Linked DNA regions of Sus scrofa: region 2 is linked to region 1. A link is a contact called in public Hi-C data. All regions are on one chromosome and are shown on one strand. Each heading gives the region's core, a stretch centred on a gene start, on an enhancer-like site or on the middle of the called end of the contact. The rest is flanking DNA. Distances are from core to core; before and after follow the strand shown.

Evidence for each region. Hi-C and Micro-C count contacts between places; a contact is called where the count stands out from the background.
Region 2: a contact with region 1 is called in a Hi-C map of embryonic fibroblasts, with 2.1 times the contacts expected there. The contact joins the promoter of C6H16orf46 here to the enhancer-like site in region 1. A contact is called at or near these places in 2 of 5 promoter capture datasets (fetal liver and fetal skeletal muscle), 2 of 47 Hi-C or Micro-C datasets (embryonic fibroblasts and liver) and 2 of 2 datasets of contacts at active chromatin or transcription factors (alveolar macrophages and skeletal muscle).

The regions. Positions count from the first base shown.
Region 1 is chr6:6,639,294-6,645,790 of Sscrofa11.1, reverse strand. No RefSeq gene overlaps it. Among named protein-coding and RNA genes, the nearest start is that of PLCG2, 39 kb to the right of the region's middle. Within about 2 kb of position 2,285, at least 52 of the 83 cell types and tissues checked have an H3K27ac peak or open chromatin away from gene starts, as enhancers often do. A contact at or near this core is called in alveolar macrophages, embryonic fibroblasts, fetal liver and 3 more, where this site is marked.
Region 2 is chr6:7,187,010-7,193,506 of Sscrofa11.1, reverse strand. It overlaps C6H16orf46, which reads right to left and starts at 3,998. Exons shown (of 4, transcript XM_021097049.1): 1 at 3,899-3,998.

The DNA.
Region 1 (6,497 bases), core at 1,036-3,535:
AGGAACCAGGACCCTGGCCCGTGGCTGCGCTGCAGCCTCTTGACTGCTCCTCCTCGTCTCTGTGTTCTGACCCTTCCCGGGTTAGCAACTGTCCGGGGCTGCCCTTTGGAAGTCAGGGAACGTCAAGGAGGCTGAATGAAGCCGATTTCCTACAAATTAAGAAAAACGGAACCCAGGAAGGGCTTGTCGGGTGAGGGCAGCCGCTCGCAGGCTCCTGCTCCGTTTCAAGACCACCCCAGAGCTGTCTGGGAGGGACCGACACAGGGAAGGCACCCAGGCTGGACCCCCTGGTGGGTGTGGGGGGCTCCTGCAGCCCTGATGTCCAGAGCCGCCAGGTTCACGGGTGTGGCCTCAAGTCCCCCTGGAAAGCCTTTGTCTATTTTAGTTGATTTTTGAAAAGCAAAGTATATTCATATTTAAGGTAAAGACTTGTAGATCATAACCATGCATTTACATGGTATGAATGAATGAATGAAAAATTCCAACCCAAAGAAAGGAGTTCCCATTGTGGCTCAGTGGGTTAGAATCCCGACTAATATCCAAGAAGATAGGGTTTGATTCCTGGTCTTGCTCAGTGGGTTAAGGATCCAGCATTGCCACAGGCTGCGGGTGTAGGTCACAGAAGCAGCTCAGATCTGGCGTGGCTCTGGCTGTGGCATAAGCAGGCAGCTGCAGCTCCAATTGGACCCCTAGCCTAGGAACCTCCATGTGCCACAGGCGTGGCCCTAAAAAGAGAGGGAAAAAAAGGAAGAAGAAAGGAAAGCAGCTCTGCAAGCGAACGAGGGGCGGTGGGCTGCCCATCCGACCTACATCTAACGTCAGAGGCTGGGCAGCGAGCCTGGAATCTTGACATCAAGCTGAAGACAATCAAGTGTGTATCTGGGGCGGCTCAGCCACTGTCTCACTCAGAGTCTGTGCCCTGTGAGATGTGGATCCCATAACAGACCCAGGTCCTTCCACCCAGTGCCCATCATCCCACCCAGGAGAGCCCCTCTCCTCCGCTTCCCATAGCCTTCCATTCAGACACCCCTTCATTCATTCACTGAGCAAGAACCTTGAAAACGCTGCTGAGTGAAAGATGGTCAGGTCCACAAATTATAAGACTCCAGCCATCTGAGCGTCCAGCACAGGAAATGTATGGTGGCAGAAAGTCAGCTAAGAGTTGCTTAGGGCCGAGGGGTCGGGGAAAGGCCAGTGAGAGCTGCGGGGTAGAGGTTTCTTTTTAGTGATGACAACACCTAACATCGACTGTGGTGTTGCCTGCACAGCTCTGTAAATAAGCTAAAAACCATATGTACACTTGACTTAGGTGGATTGTATGGTATGTGAATTATGTCTCAATAAGCCAGTTTTTTAAAAAAAGTATACATTAAGCACCTCCTGTGTGCCTGGCACACTGCCTCCACTGCATACAGTCAGGGAAGAGGCAGCCATTAGACAAATAATCCCACACAGCTTTTTTTTTTGGCTGCACTCATGGCATGAGAAAGTTTCCAGGCCAGGGATTGAACCCGAGCTCTGGCAGCGATCTGAGCCACAGCAGTGACAACACCAGATCCTTAACCTGCTCAGCCACCAGGGAGCTCCCACAAACCTGTAAGCACACAACAGTGGTGCACAGAGCTAAAATGGAGCGAGCCCAAAATGGCCAGCCGGGAGGGAGATGGAGGAGGGAACAGCCATCCAGGCAGAGGAAGGGCAAGGGCGGAGGCCCTGAGGCAGTGTCTGGCCTTGGAAGGAACAGACTCTTAGGAGGCAGAAGTGTGGGGTCCCTGGCAGCAGGAGAGACAGGCAGGGCCCCTTAGGTCCTAGTCCTCGCAGTAGAAGGTTCCAGAGCAGAGGCTGAGTCTTGGGGAAGGGGGATATGATAATTTGGGAGTAGTTTCCATAAGCCCTGGGCTTTCAGTGGAAGGGACCAGAGGGAGCAGAGGTTGAGGTGGGAGGGACCTAGCTCCTCCTCCCGCATTCTCTTAAAATGTGCTTTCTCCCCGGGAGGGAGCTTCCTGTTACTGAAACAGGAAGTAAAGGCTGCTTCGCCAGCAGCCGGCGGAGAGCGGGCTGAGGACAAAGGGCCGGGAGGAAGCCGGGATCGGAAGGCGGCTGGCTCGGCTCACACCTTTCTGGCTCAGTGCACACCTGTCTGCCTCTAGTGGCCAGGACAAGACCGAGAGGAGGGCAGGGCAGCAGCTCTAACGCCCCAGATGTCCCAGCTGCTGCAGAACGAGGCTGGGGTTGCACCAGGCCGAGCTGGGGGCGGAAGGCAGCGTTCGGGGACTCCGGGCCCGTGACGTCAGTGTTGCCATGGAGACCCCCGCTGCCATCCGCACGTGTTGCAGCTTCAGGAGACCCTCGGGCTGGCGGGGACGGCTCTGCGGGGTTGAGGGAAGCTGCGAGACAGCCCTGGACCCCACCCCCACCCCCCAGGCCTATGGCTCTGCCCCCGAGGGCGGCCCGCGAGAGGGCAGGGTGCCAGTACCAGGAGGGGCTCCCTCCAACCCTCCATCCGCACCCCGAAGCCCGTCGACCAGACACATCTCCTCTCTTGCAGTCAGGGAGATGCCTTGGCGTAAAACGGCTCCGGCCTCCTCCGCGGCCCTTCCCCCAGTAGCGGCCCCCCCGCGCCCCCACACTCCTAGCGCCGTTGTTTTATCTCTAATGGCCCTTGGTTAAGGAACCTTTCCCGAGGCCTCCGAACACTGCCAGCTCCTGGGATCCTCAGCCCGGACCCAGCGAGGGGAGCTGGCCCCCTGCACAGGGATGGAGCCTGCCGGGGAAACGCGGTTCTCTTTGTCTCTAAATCTTGTTTCCCGATGGCCTTCTTTCCAATTTCTCTTTCTTTTTCTGGAGGTTCCCCGGGCCGGGGACTGAACCCAAGCCACCGCGGTGGCACGAGAGACTTCCTCCAGTTTCTTAAAGACACCTTTGGTAGCAAAATGTCCAGGCTACTTGAGAACTTAAATTTCACCTTCATTTCATGCCTCTTCCCCTTCCTGAGTCCCTACCTCCTCCTAAGTGGGGTGGGGGGGAAAGAAAGCTTGAAGGTAGATGCGGACTAAAGTGTTTTTGTCCTTGACCTTGTCTGGTCATTGTTGGCTGGCCACGGAGGTGCTGATTAAAAAAAAAAAAAAAAGCACAAAAGCACTAGCTAGAATTTGGGAGTTGTTTTATGTGAGGCCATGACTGAGGCCAAGAAGGCAGCCTCTCAGCGCTGAGGGACTGTCCTTAGGGGACATGGAGGAGCCAGGATACACAGGAGTTTTGCGGGCGGGGGGAGGAAAAGAAGCAAAAACATATAGTAGAGAGATTATAAAAGACTACTGCTAATCGCTCAAACCGGACATTGTAAATTAATGATTTTGGTGCCTTTCTATGTATGGGGAGATGCTGGAGTCTGGGCTTGATGAAATCATTCCTTTGATAGGCATCCTTAACTCTCTAGGGCCAAGTACCCTGTTTTTCTCCAGCCCCGATTCCCCTCAAGGTGCATCATTAGGAGTTCCCTTCGTGGCTCAGTGGCTAATGAACCTGACTGAGATCCATGAGGTTGTGGATTCGATCCCTGGCCTTACTCAGTGGGTTAAGGATCCAGCATTGCTGTAGGTCCCAGATGAGGCTAAGATACCGCGTTGCCCTGGCTCTGGCGTAGGCCGGCAGCTACAGCTCGGATTCAGCCCCTAGCCTGGGAACCTCCATATGCCATGGGTGTAGCCCTAAAAAAAGGGAAAAAAAAGAAAAAAAAGATGCATCATTAGCTGATGGCTTGATGGCAACTTTGTTGACTGAAATGACAGGATTTTTTTTTTTTTTTTTTTTTTTTTTTTGGTACACGCGTGTGCTCATAGCCCAAATGTGTGCTTTGGGAGGAACAGGGTGGGGGCCGCAGAAGTGAGGGTCCCCGTGTGCATTCCCCGAGGCTGCCTCCTCCTGAGGCCCATCTCCCACTGCTTCCTGCCTCGGGGTGGGGTGGGGTGGTGTCTCCCTTTTGGATGGGATGATAGTGGGAAACTGTCTCAGGATTGCTTCCTTCTTGGTGCCCTTGTGACTCCTGGAAACTCACACCTCCCTGACCTACAGTTTAGCTCTTCATTGGTCTGGGGACATTTGGGTTGTTTCCCCACCGGTATTTTTTAAAGCTTCCAGGTGATTCTGACGTAATCAGTCATGACAAATGAGGCCTCGGACCAGCGTTTCTCAATCCTGGCTGCGTTAGAATCACCTGAGAGCTTTCGGAGTTCCTGTCGTGGCTCACTGGTTAACGAATCCGACTAAGAACCATGAGGTTGCAGGTTTGATCCCTGGCATGGCTCAGTGGGTTAAGAATCCAGCGTTGCCCTGAGGTTGCAGACCTGGCTCGGATCCCGTGTTGCTGTGGCTCTGGTGTAGGCCGGCAGCTACAGCTCCGATTCGACCCTTAACCTGGGAACCTCCATATGTGCGGAAGAGGCCAAGAAATAGAAAAATGACACACACAAAAAAGAAGAATCACCTGGGAGCTTTTAAAAAACACTAGGATGGCTGGCGCCCCCTGCAGACCCGCTTGGTCAGACTCTCCGTGGGTGGGACCCAGGCTGCAGAATCATTTCCAAGTCTCTGCTGCCCTCTGGTGGCAGAACTGACAACAGCCCTCGTTACTGGGCACCACCCTCTCCGGGACTGGCTTGCCTGTCCACTGGGCACCCAGAAGGCCAGTCCTGGGCGTCTGGGGACCCTGTAAAGCTCTCCATATCCCACCTCCCCCGCTGTGCTTCCTGGCTGACTTTGCATGGCCTCATATCTGGAAGAACAGATGAGAGTATTAGAGAGGGGGCACTGGCCAGCAGACGACTCCACTTTGTATGGCCTTGAACAAGCCAATGAACGTGAGCCTTGGTTTTCCTGGTTCTCACTTGAGGATCACCACCGCTCCCTCTGACAAGTCCCCAAGATGCCAGGAACGACCCAGGGCAGCTGTCTCACCCTCGGGCACTGCTGACATTAGCGGCTGGGTCATTCTGTGTTCTGGGCTTGGTAGGCTGTCCAGCAGCAGGCCTGGGTTCCAGCCACGGGCTGCCAATAGCACCCCCCATTTGTGATCCTCAAAAGTGTCTCCAGGAGTTCCTGTTGTGCCTCAGTGGGTTAAGAACCAGAGTAATATCCATGAGGATGCTGGTTCAATCCCCAGCCTCACCCAGTGGGTTAAAGATCTGGGGTTGCCACAAGGTGTGGTGTAGGTTAAGAATGCTGCTCGGATCCCGTGTTGCTGTGGCTGTGGTGTAGGCCAGCAGCTACGGCTCTGATTTGACACCTAGCCTGGGAACGTCCATATGCCACGGGTGCGGCCCTGAAAAGAGACACACAAAAAGGTCTCCAGATGTGGACAGATGTCTCCTGAGCTTACGGCTGCCAGATAAAATACAGGTTTCCCAGTCAAATGTACATTTCAGACAAGTGACTCATAACTTTTCAAAGAATTCGGTCCCAGAGATAGCATTTTTATTTGTTATATCTGGAATTTCTTCCTGGGGAACAAAAGCACCCAGTTGAGAGCCACCACCCTCGTGACTTGTTGATACCTGTTTATGATTCCGAGGCTGCAGAGGGGGAAGTTCCATGGAGCAGAACTTGGCTGGGGGCGGAGGTGGCACATCTGGCGCGTGGGCGCTATCTGGGGGTGGGCCCAGCCATGGTCAGCCAGGGACTTGGGGTCACCATTTGGGAGGAAGCTGGGTTCGTGGTTGGGCCTCCTTGGTGACGTGCTGAGGTGGGGCCCAGGCTGGGGAGGGGACCACCTGGCTTTGCCAGCACCTGGTGCTGTTGGGGACAGAGCAGTTTGTGGCTGACCACAAATTGGAGCCGTTCATCCCCAGTTTTTCCCCAGGGGGAACCCCTGGCCTCAGGGACAGAGATTGAGGCCCAACTTAGTCATCTGCAAAAGAAAGAAGCCCCAGAAAGGGGCAGTGACTGGCCCCAAGTCACACAGCTGGCTTTGGACCCTGTGACGCTGGGGTTTATGAGTTCAGGCCAGGACTTTGGCCCCCGGGGTGGAGACTGGGCGTGTCCTCGATTTCTGTTAAGTTCTCTGGGAGACTCCAGCATTTTCCAGACACAGCAGGAGGCACTCAAGACGGTTCTCACCCAGGCTGGGCCAGCTGGGGTCCTCAGCTGCTGTCCATGCCATTCAAGGGGAACAGTGGGCCCCCAGAGCTGCCCCTGTGACACCATCTCTTGTTTTTATTTGATGGGGAGAAGTGACACAGGGAAGTGGTGACGCACTTGGCCTTGGAGCCAGACTGTCTGGGACTGTCCCTCACTGACTGTGACCTGAGGGACCCAGGGCCTCAGTTTCATCATCTGTTCTTTGGGGGTGATGAAAATGGCCCCCACTTTGTAGGGCTCTTCCAAGGATTCAATGACTTAACAAGTATAAATGCTGCCAACAGTGCGCGGCAGGTTTGCTATTTATTTTGCTTCACTCTCTTCTTCTGGTGACGTCAACCTTTCTCCCTCCCTCAAGAAGC
Region 2 (6,497 bases), core at 2,749-5,248, 550 kb before region 1:
TAGAAACCATGAGGTGGCGGGTTCGATCCCTGGCCTCGCTCAGTGCGTTAAGGATCCAGGGTTGCTGTGGGCTCTGATCTGGCGTTGCTGTGCTGTGGTGTAGGCTGGCATCTACAGCTCTGATTAGACCCCTAGCCTGGGAACCTCCATATGCCGTGGGTATGGCCCTAAAAAGACAAAAGACAAAAGACAAAAAAAAAAAAAAAAAAAAAAAACATAAACAAACAATTCTGGAAGGGAGTGGTAGGTGCCTGGGTTAAAGAGAATGAGGAAAACAAAAGCACCACAAATTGTGTTTGTTGCAGAAAGGCATGAGGACATGGAGGTAAACTGTACTACTCTCTCTACTTTTGCGTCAGTGTGAAATTTTCTATAATTTTTTTTTTTTTAAATCAGTGAATAAGGGAGTTCCTGTAGTGGCTAAGTGGTTAACAAATCTGACTAGCATCCATGGGGATGCAGGTTGGCTCCCTGGCCTTATTCAGTGGGTTAAGGATCCTGTGTTGCTATGGCTGTGGTGTAGGCCAGAAGCTACAGCTCCAATTCTACCCCAGCCTGGGAACCTCCATTTGCCACAGGTGCAGCCCCAAAAAGCAAAAATAAATAAATAAAATTTAAAAATAAATGAATAAATAAAAGAAACAATGGTTCCAACTCAGAGATACTGGGAAAATTAATGTCAGTATATATTTATAACTGGTACCTATATTGAACTTGATGGAGAATAACTTACATTTACTGATTTATTAATATAATTTAAAAAAATTTTTTAGGGCTGCACCTCATGGCATATGGAGGTTCCCAGGCTAGGGGTTGAACCAGAGCTACAGCTGCTGGCCTATATCACAGCCACACTAATGCCAGATCCAAGCTGCATCTTCAACCTACACCTCAGCTCACGGCAACACCAGATCCTCAGTCCACTGAGCGAGGCCAGGGATCGAACCCGCAACCTCATGGATCCTAGTTGGATCCATTTCCACTGCACCACAATGGGAACTCCTTATTAGTATAATTTTATACATGAGAAAACATATAGGAAGGTTGGGAAAATTTCCAAGGTCACTGTGAGAAAGTTCTCCCCAAAGAGCCACTGTTTTTCCCTGCATTGCGGCCTCCCTTGCTGTTGAGGCACAGCCTTGTGACCAGTGGAGCCAGCAAAACAGGTGCAACTGATTATATCACTTCCTGGATGACGCCCTTACGAGGTAATGTGCCCCTTCAGCTCCCTTCTCTTCCCGCTAAGACTCTGGAAGTCACGCGTTGAGTTGGAAGCACCACAAAACGAAGGACGCCTGGATCCTGAGTCACAGCTTTGAGGAGAACCCCCACAAGAGTCTGAAGCCCTCTTTAGACTGTGCACGAATGATAACACACTGTGGAGATTTTAGGGTCTGTTTGCTGCTGTCGTGGAGCCTGTCCTCTGCTGATGAACACAGTCCCTGAGACTGTTAGTGTCAGAGCTGAGACTGCAAGGCCAGAACCTTCTGCTTCTAGAGCAGATTCACTTAACTATTATACCTGAAGCAAAAGAAGAAACCAGCTATAACATAGTTTTATATTTTATGATTTTTATTTTTTCCGTTATAGTTGATTTACAGTGTTCTGTTAATTTCTACTGTACAGCAAAGGGACCCAGTCATGCATATATATACCTATCTTTTTCTCCCATTATCCGCCATCATGTTCCATTACAAGTGGCTAGATAGAGTTCCCTGTGCTATACAGCAGGATCTCTTTGCTTACCTATAACATAGCTTTTAAAATAACTTGATGAGGAGTTACATATTAAAAGGACTAGAGTGCTATTTAATCCTGTAAATTGTTATTGTTGTACATAAAGCTGCATAATGATAGAGAGGGAAGGTAGAAAAATTAATTTGCAATTTTTCTGTGAAATACTACCAAAAAAAAGAGAGCACGTTTTAACTCTATAGGAAGGAACAAATAACCATAGGTATTCTGTACAAAACCAGGTGGGTACATACCATAAAGTCAGAGTAAAAGATGAATATTACGGGTTGAAAGTATCAGAATACTGGCTCCATGTCTTTGCAAGACCAAGAGTGTACTTAATTCAAAGATAAAACTCCGATTAGGGTGAGAATTTTTTTTTTTTGTTCTTTTGTTTCTGGGGTGAGGATGAATTGTGCACAAGTTTATGTTCATGGAGAGAAAATAGGTTAAAAAATACCTGTTGAAATAGCTTTTCTACAATGTTCTTGAACGAAAGTGCGGTAAACTGAATTCTGCAAGTCCTCCCTCTACAAGATTTCCCATCCTCATCTCTGGGACTATGAATACAATGAGCCGTAACATCTTCGAATAACTTATATTACCTGGCAAAAGGGACTTTATAGATGTAATTATGGTTTCTAATCAACTGACCCAAAGATAGGGAAGTTATTTTGGTTTATCTGGGTAGGCCTAATCTAGTGACATGAGCCCTTTAAAAGCTGGGTGTTTTCTCTGGGTGGCACCAGGAGCAGTAGCAGCAAAAGACAGAGATTCAAAGCATGAGAGAAATTGGAGGCATGTTACTGGCTTTGAAGAATGCCAACACATTTTTATCTTTTTGCTACCATCTTTGCCAAATATTTGCTATCACTAATCTATACAGACAGACTACACATGCCTTACTCTTGATCCCTACACCTGGTTGACACATTCTTTTTTTTTTTTAATTTTTAATTTTTTAAAGTATAGTTGACTTACAATGTTGTACCAGTTTCTCTGGTTGACATATTCTTAATTAAATTTTTTTCTTGGCCACTCTTGTGGCATGTGTAAGTTCCTGGGCCAGGGATATGACCCACACCATAGCAACCAAACCGCTGCAGAGGCGCCAGATCCTTAACCCGTTGTGCCATAAGAGAACTCCCTTAATCAGTAAATGATGAGAGGGGATAGGCTAGAAAATGTGAAAAGTGCAGAGTGTGTAAGACAAAAGCGAGTTGTTTCTGTCAAAGGCAGGCAGCATTCCCTCAAAACTCCTTACCACTCCCGGGCTCTACAGCAAGCTCCTACACCCAATTTAGGTTTAAAAGGATCTTGAATCTATGTCAGAATATCAGCCAGGGAAACACGCAGCCTCATTTAAAATTATAAATGGATATTCCTGTGGATCCTTATCAATATGTGTTGAATGAAAAAAATCAAAGAATACAAACACTGTTAGCACTGACGGAAGTTAAGTTTCTTACTAAAGACTTAAGCTTCAAGCATATGAACTGGTTAAATAGGTCTTGAAGATTGTCCTGGGCAGGCTGATCACTGTTTCCAAAGGAAAATAGCTGTTCCTAGTTTCGACGGAAAATGATACCGGGATTCCAATCTAATTCAGTCTGAGACCACAACTTGGCGGGCAACTGAAACTCTGCCTTAAAGCTGAGCATATGCACCACCCAATTGGAACAATTTGTTTGCATTTTCAAGAGTGTAAATTTTATCTCCCCATATTAATTATCTTTACGCTTCTTATATGCCCACAGAGCACAGCAGCTTTGATTATTCATAGAATGATTTCTAGGAGCGCGGTTTCTACACCCATTCCTCCCTATGGAGTAGAGCATTTCTACTCCAATCTCAGTTTTCGACTCTTTTTTTTTCCACTCACATTTATTACTCATTACTCACTAGGTGCCTGTTATATGCGTAACATTGGCAGTAAAATGGTAAATAAAGCAAGGCCTGGCCTCCCAGCTCTCACACAGCAAACAATGTACAAGAAAATTTAAGCCGTCAAACACACACCACACCTGTCGCTCCTAAAGCCCAAGCACTTCACAGACGGCTCCACTTCCCTTTAGTAGCCCCACCCCCTCCCCGCAGGCTCCTCCCCTTCCACGATCTTTCTTTTTTCTCATTTAGCTCCTCCCCTTTTTCCCCCGGGCCCTACCTCACCGAAAAAGACGTCTTCCCGTATTTCAACAGCTGTGCCCTCCTGCAAAGCGGCCCTACTTGCTCCACCAAGCCCCCTTCCTCCATTGGCTCCTCCCTCCCAGGGCTCCGCCCTGTCAACGGCTCCTCCCACTGCCCCACCCATGCCGCGCCCTCCTCCTCAAACCCTGCCTACTCTTAGTTCAGCCCAGGCCCGCGCTACCTCTCCCTTTTGCCTCCTCGCCTGAGAGGGCGGCTTCCTTCCGAACTGGGCAGGACGTCTCGCTCTGCCGCCCCGTGGAGAGGTCAGGGGCCTTGCCCGGAGGCGGGGAAGCGGCCGCGGCCGCTCACACCCTCCAGTGGAGCCAGCTGGGTGGAAGGCCCCCGGGCAGCTTAGTCCCCGCCGGCGGGCGACCAAGACAGTTGCCCTGGGTTACGGACGCGCTGGGGGCGGGGTGGTGGGCGGGTCCGCGGCGGAAGTGACGTACACCCGCCTCGCGCTACCAAGCTGAGCGCAGTAGGCGACGCTCACTGACCGCGGCGGTCTCGTGCTCCCAGCAGGCTGCGCGGCTGCGAACTTTCCACCAGCGCGTGAGGAGCGGCGGGCGCTTCGCGAGGTACCAGTGTAGCCCTAAGCGCCGTTCAGGAAAAGCGACCGAGGGACTGGGTGCCCGTCGGCCCTTGGAGTTAGAAAGCGAAGGCTTTGGGACCAGCTTCCTCTCAGAGATCTAGGACCTCTCTCCCCGCGCAGCGCTCCCCTTGGCGCGGGTTGGGTCTCGGGGGCGTGGCTAGCAGCTTTCCTGGTTTTTACCCGCTAGGTGCCTGACGACCAAAACCGTCCCCAGACTTTGCCAGCTGTCCCCGAGTCGCCCCGCCTCCGTAGGGACTGTGGCAGGGTAGTGCAAGTCAGAAACTTCACAGTGGGAATTTATGCCGCTCACTTGGCTGGGCGGGACTGGTTCGAATCCGCTGTCGTGTGGCCTGTGAGGGGGACCATTGGCATCTTTTATACAAATGTGGAAAAGTAGCTCCACGTCGTTAAAGCGCTGGTTGAAGACAATGAAAAGCCACCCACTTTCGAGCATCCCGAGATGCAGCCAGGGGTGGACTCCTGTGCCCAGTCAGGCATTAGTGGTAGAACCCAACTTCGGTCTGATTCCAAAGCCCCTCTGCTTAATAGTTCTTAAAGTGTGACTATTTCTGCTGGAGAAAAATATTAGAATATAAGCCTCTTATACCACGGTGATTAAAAGCCGTTTGGGAAGATGGGTGTGTACTACGGTTTTTTTCCTACAGAAGGAACAATACTAATTAGAAAGCCTATCAAGTCTTTGGAAAGGCCATATTTTATGACGTATAAATTACGTTATTCTGAGAGGTCAGAAGTGCTTTTCTACTTTTTAAGGTGTTCTTTATCTAACACACACATTTCTGGATCTTTTGTATTTCGCAACTTAGAATTAATGGCATGCCCAAATACTTCTCAAAAGAACAGTACAAAACCGCATACCTCATTCCACTTTTTTGTGTTAAAACATTTTAATCTTAAATTTTAATAGTAGCAAGGGATGTAATATACAGATGATCATGAATGTTGGCATTTTAAAATGTTACATCACTTGGGCTGTTCATCCCCTCTTGCCAATTCATGTATCTATGGATAAATATTACCGTAGATAATTGTTGCCAGAAGGAGACTGATTCAGCCCCTAAGCTGAGTGAAATACTTTGATATGAAGACAAAAGGGGTTTTGTTCTTGCAGTGTCTCTTAACTTTTTAAACCCTTTGCCACACCAGAAATCACATAGCAACAGTTTTTTATTTTTCCCTCTTTTTCTTTCTTTCTTTCTTTTTTAAATTATCAGATGACAGGATTTCCTGTCCTGGCACAGTGGAAACGAATCCAACTAGGAACCATGGAGTTGCGGGTTTGATCCCTGGCCTCGCTCAGTGGGTCAGGGATCTGGCGTGGCTGTGGCTATGGCTGTGGCGGGCAGCAACAGCTCTGATTAGACCCCCTAGCCTGGGAACCTCCATATGCTGAGGGTACTCCCCTAAAAAGACAAAAAAGAAAAAAAAATTAGCGGATGACAGTTTGGTTAGGAAGGATTCCTTCTGTTGAAAACAGAAAATTAACTTGAAGCCACCTGACTAGCAGGATTTGGTACCTCGTCATTAAACAGCATTCTGTTTCTGGGAAGTATACCAAAAGTCTTAACTAAGATTTACTAAATGACTATTAATTAAACTTCTTGACAGTAAGCACATTCTCCTTAGTACTTGTGGAAGTTGGAAGATCTAGCAACTGATTTCCTTCACACTAATCCTGCCTGCATACCTGTTGTAAATGGGCTTAAGTTTAGCAGGTAAAAGTCTGATAGTATGACCGAGCAGAAACATTAAGGGACAAGTGTGTTTGGTTAGTCGCGTTTATAAAAAGCCAAGGTAGAGGGAGAATAAAGATACAAAAGCTCTCTAGTAGAATAAGATCTGAGTTGGCAAAGGAGTGTTTCAAAACAGATGGGGGCAGGAGGTATGTAGAAACAACTTTCCATTCAACTTTGAATCTAAATCTACTCTCAAAAAAGTACTTAAAAGAAAAAAGAGAGAGAGACTG